Regions from separate parts of the Danio rerio genome. Here region 1 is linked to region 2. A link is a contact called in public HiCAR-type data. All regions are on one chromosome and are shown on one strand. Each heading gives the region's core, a stretch centred on a gene start, on an enhancer-like site or on the middle of the called end of the contact. The rest is flanking DNA. Distances are from core to core; before and after follow the strand shown. Region 1 holds the start of hoxa13a (homeobox A13a). Region 2 holds the start of tril (TLR4 interactor with leucine-rich repeats).

Region 1 (2,711 bases), core at 139-2,638, 240 kb after region 2:
ACATAATCTGCATAATTTAGGCTATAGGTAGACGATAACGAATTGCTATGTATATTAAACTTATACTATATATATATATATATATATATATATATATATATATATATATATATATATATATAGTATAAGTTTAATATACATAGCAATTCGTTATCGTCTATCTATAGCCTAAATGTTTAATCACAACATATTTCACGCGACTGTTTTCTATCAGCAAATGCCAAATATTGGAGCTACTACAAAAACAAATGACCTTTGTTTACTTTACGCACGAGTACACATTTAATAAAATATTAGATTTTTGGACAAAAATTTCCTTTTTTAACCATTTCCTGTTTTAAGAATATATATATATATATATATATATATATATATATATATATATATATATATATATATATATATATATATATATATATACGATTTTCGTTCAACAGTTTAAAATACAAAATCAGAAGGAAACCATGTTAAGTTAAAACTACATCTGTTTTCACCAAAGATTTCTCAACAAACAACAAGCTTTTAGACTGGCCATCAAAGTCAGAATAGGCCAACAGGCACTGTGTCGCGGCAAGACGGCAACTTTCAACTTGACCTTGGCCTGCAGACGCGTCAGCCTCGCGCGTAAAATACAGACAAATATAGGGGGGTGTTCTCCGTCTCTGCAACTTGTAAACAAAACGGAAGCCGTCACAGCAGGACTTCATGCCACGTTTAAAAAAATTTACATTTCTCTTTTCACTACCCTCACTTGTGACAGATTTTTTATGTATCGTGAAAATATCCTTTTGTTATCTGTAACTTGCTTTATTTTGCATCAGGGGACGTTGGCTAAATGAAAAGGCTATAGGTTAATTGAGAATGTTCAAATAATCTATTTTTTTGTCTAAAATACTGTTACTACTGTTGTTTAAATTTAAATTAATGGCACAATTTTTACGAATAATTTTGAACTTATTTTTATTTTTTTGACGTTTTAATCCTAAATTGTTTAATTGGCCACCAAGCTCCACAGAGGCAACAAAGATTGTCAGACATTTGAATATGTGCGCAGTTGACTGGGATGATTACCAGCGCTTACAAATACTTTAAAAAATCGTTTAGTTTATATTCATACATTTAGGCTATTTAAAACAACATAACACAACACCATTTGGTTTAGTTTGTAAAAATAATTAAATGTCCTGAATTAACATAGCTGGATTCGCCATTTTCCGTTTTTACACTTATGAATCTATCATCTTTTGGAGAACTTTGAAACGGGTGACATCCTTTGACAGATCATCTCACATCACTGCATTTAGTTCGGTTTAAGTGTTAGCACTTGAGCTGATTATTGTCCTATTTTACATATCACATGACCCATGTTGAGCCAATCGAGACGTGATTCTGGATGTACGAGGGTGCGTCAGAGTCAACTGTCTCCCCTTTTCAGTGTCTAAGCTTCACAAAAAAGAGCCACACGTCTCAATGTCCGACGGGCTATGACAACGTCACTACTTCTCCGCCCGCGCTGGATTGACCCGGTCATGTTTCTCTATGATAACGGTGGCGGTTTAGACGACACCAGCAAAAATATGGAAGGGTTCACAGGAGGTAACTTCTCGCCAAGCCCGTGCAGGAATTTGATGTCTCACCCTGCCTCTCTTGCGCCCAGTGCTACTTATCCGTCCAGCGAAGTGGCTGCTGCTGCAGCGGGTGATTCTGGAAAGCAATGCAGCCCCTGCTCAGCCGTTCAAGGTTCAGCCAGCGCCTCAATTTCCTATGGATATTTCGGAGGCGGTGGATACTATCCTTGCCGAATGTCCCACCACCATGGGAGTGGTGGAGGTGTAAAGACATGCGCCCAGTCCCCTGCCTCTGGTTCACCTTACGGAGAAAAATACATGGACACATCAGCTTCTACAGGCGAAGATTATACCAGCTCACGCGCCAAGGAGTTTGCCTTGTACTCAAGCTACGCCTCAAGTCCATATCAACCAGTTCCGAGCTATCTGGATGTTCCAGTAGTCCAGGCAATAAGCGGGCCTTCGGAGCCCCGACATGAGTCTTTACTGCCGATGGAGAGTTACCAACCGTGGGCAATCACAACCAGTGGATGGAACGGACAGGTCTACTGCACCAAAGAGCAGCAACAAACGGGAAACGTGTGGAAGTCGTCAATACCAGGTAAGTTTATTTTGAGAATTGCAAAAAGAAAAAAAATACACATCAATAACAAACTCCGCAGATATGTGCATTTATCATTAAACCCATTTAATATTTATGTTATAATGAATTCTATAGAGTCAGTATCCCATGGAGGGGCAGACGGCAGCTCCTTCCGCCGCGGAAGGAAGAAACGTGTTCCATATACCAAGGTGCAGCTGAAGGAGCTTGAACGGGAGTATGCCACTAACAAGTTTATCACCAAGGACAAACGCAGACGGATATCCGCTCAGACCAACCTATCTGAACGACAGGTCACTATCTGGTTCCAAAACCGACGGGTAAAGGAGAAAAAAGTTGTCAACAAATTAAAAAGTAGCAGTTAGCTTTGCTCTGTGTAAATGTAAGGGAACTATTTTTTTAACAATGATGCCCCCAAATACACACAGAGAGAGAGAGAGAGAAAGAGAGAGAGCTATGAAAGTATAGACGTTTAACGAATATGTGTTTCCTTGGACTACTGCTTTTGAAGTGGCCACTTTGGATCGCACAGGGTTGATGGT
Region 2 (2,700 bases), core at 3-2,502:
ATGTAAGTCATGCAAAAGCCGCTGTAAACAAAGTAATGAAATAATTATTTCATGATTTGGGTGACATGGTGGCTCAATGGTTAGCACTGTCACCTCGCCAGTAAGAAGGTTGCTGGTTCGAGTCCTGGCTGGGCCAGTTACCATTTCTTTGTGGAGTTTGCATGTTCTCCCCGTGTTTGTGGGAGTTCCTCTGGGTGCCCTGGTTTTCCCCACAGTCCAAAGACATGCGCTTTAGGCAGGGATGGATTCAACCAATAAGCAAGGTAACTGGCCACTTAGGGCCCAAGGAAATCTGAGGGCCGCTAAATAAATACCTACAAGTATAAATGATACCTATAAATTATATATAACATTGTTTTCTATAATATTTTGTAAGGTGAGGGTCCACAAATTTTAACTGGAATATATTTATTACATCTGTGCAAATGTGCCCCCACCTTCAATCATGGATCAGTCCAGCAGTCAAATCAGTAAAGATTTAGTTTTAAAAACTAAATAGTTCATTTATTATGTTTAGCTGTGAATTCATCTTAAGAAAAAAAATCATTTTGAAAGTTTTACAAGATGCTTTATATGTTATTATTTTCCATTTAGAAAAAAGTAACAAGGGAGATTGAATGAAATAAGAAAGAAAACAGCAAAAATAAAAAAATTAAGGACAAAAGGTGCATTTTGGAACTTTGGGGCCCTGTGGCTGAAATTAATTAGGGCCCCAAAATCACTAAATTCATCCCTGGTTATAGGTGATTGAATAAACTAAATTGGCCACAGTGTATGTGTGCATGTAAGAGTGTATGGATGTTTCCGAGTGCTGGTTGCAGCTGGAAGGGCATCCGCTGTGTAAAACATATGCTGGATAAGTTGGCAGTTCATTCTGCTTTGTTGACCACTGATAAATAAAGGAATTGCAAAGGAAAATTAATGAATGAACATATCATGATTCATTATTATTAATGTGCTGTAATAATTAGTTACAATAGACTATACTACAAGGTGGTAAGTACAAATTCACTTCGTTTTAGCTAAAAGAATCGTTTTGGAAGTAAATTAACTCATTGAGGAATTGAATCTAAAATAAAGCTAGATCTGATGCTCGTTTGGAGACAGTGTTCACATCTGGATGGGAGTGGGGAGGGCTGTTCCGTGCCTGAACTCGGAGATCACTACAGTGTGTGTGTGTGTGTGTGTGTGTGTGTGTGTGTGTGTGTGTGTGTGTGTGTGTGTGTGTGTGTGTGTGTAATCTGCAACAGATGACTTCTTGGGGGATGAGAGGGTCTGACGGAGGCTAATGTTTCCTCGGCTGAAGCCACATCAGCTCGCAACGGTTGTGCATGGATACCTAAATACAGTCGCTGTGCAATCGTGATCAGTTAGACATAATCTAAATGTCTGCATTCAGTCGACAATGCATTAATGAATCTTCGATTCCTGGCGAGGAAGAATTTGGTGAATCAACAAGATTTGGCGAACAAAGGAATGCGTTAAGCGCCTTGTATTTGCATCACTGGAATGGCATATTTGCTCTCAAACTTATTTTTGTTCGGCAGTGGATTGCTTTTATTCTTCGCCCCTGTTTGCGCCATTTGTCCGGAGCGATGTGATTGCCAGCACGCGCAGCATATCCTGTGCGCAAACCGCGGTCTCCGCGCGGTGCCCAAAGCGCCGCAGGTGGAGCACGCAGAGGATGTGCGGGTTCTCAGTCTCGCGGGAAACTTCATTCACAACATCAGTGCTTTTGACTTCATGCGCTATGGCGACCTAATGAGACTTAATCTCCAGTTTAATCAAATAAGGAGTATACATCCTGAATCATTCAAGAAACTATCCAAACTAGAGGAACTATTTCTAGGAAACAACCTAATATCGACGATACAACCTGGGACTCTACAATCGCTGAAAAAACTCACAATATTATATAGCAATAACAACGAAATCAACGAGTGCATCCCTAAATCATTTACCCATTTAAACAGTTTAGTGAAACTACGACTTGATGGAAATTCGATCGAAGTGTTAAAGGAGTCCGTCTTCGAAGGTTTGCCAAACTTAATGTTTCTCCACTTAGAATCGAACCACCTTCGGCGTATCGACCGGAATGCATTCTTGCGGCTCAGCAAACTGCAGTTTTTAAACCTGTCGGACAATAAACAAACAGAGCTGCAAGATGTTTTTATGTTTTCTGACCTTAAGTCACTCAAAACTCTTCTAATTGCGGGCAACCAAATAAGACACGTTGGAAACCACGTTTTCCAGAGCTTAAAAAAACTATCAAAACTTTCACTGAGCCATAACAAGATATCAAAGCTAGGCAACGAAGCGTTTAAGGGGCTCGGACGCGTGAGGGAGTTTATGATTGACAGGAACGAGCTGACAGAGATTCCTGCTGGTCTGCTGGACCCGCTCGAGCGCATCGAACACCTCGACTTCAGTGACAATCACATATCTCTCGTGGATCAAGGTGCTTTTGGACATCTATCACACCTTAAAATCTTAAAACTGAAAAACAACCGTCTGATGAATCTCTCCGGCAGTATTTTCGCATCAAACGGCGGTTTGTTCCATGTAGAACTGAATGGGAACAACTGGACTTGTGACTGCCGGATGGAGAAACTTAAAAGTTGGATGACACATGCGCATTCTCAGGGAAAGCTCTTGACCGTGTTTGTTCGCTGCCTGCACCCCCCAGTGCTGGCGGGAAAA

What was found. HiCAR-type assays count read pairs that join an accessible place to other places.
Region 1: a HiCAR-type map of caudal fin shows a contact between it and region 2, with 5 times the contacts expected there. The contact joins the promoter of hoxa13a here to the promoter of tril in region 2. A contact is called at or near these places in 3 of 18 Hi-C or Micro-C datasets (caudal fin and embryo) and 1 of 4 datasets of contacts at active chromatin or transcription factors (caudal fin).

Annotation. Positions count from the first base shown.
Region 1 is chr19:21,987,538-21,990,248 of GRCz12tu, forward strand. hoxa13a (homeobox A13a) reads left to right here and starts at 1,389. Exons shown (of 2, transcript NM_001085494.1): 1 at 1,389-2,169; 2 at 2,287-2,711. The coding sequence starts at 1,485. The coding sequence ends at 2,534. It also overlaps a transcript of evx1 not described here.
Region 2 is chr19:21,747,056-21,749,755 of GRCz12tu, forward strand. It overlaps tril (TLR4 interactor with leucine-rich repeats), which reads left to right and starts at 1,253. Exons shown (of 1, transcript XM_009294188.4): 1 at 1,253-2,700. The coding sequence starts at 1,510.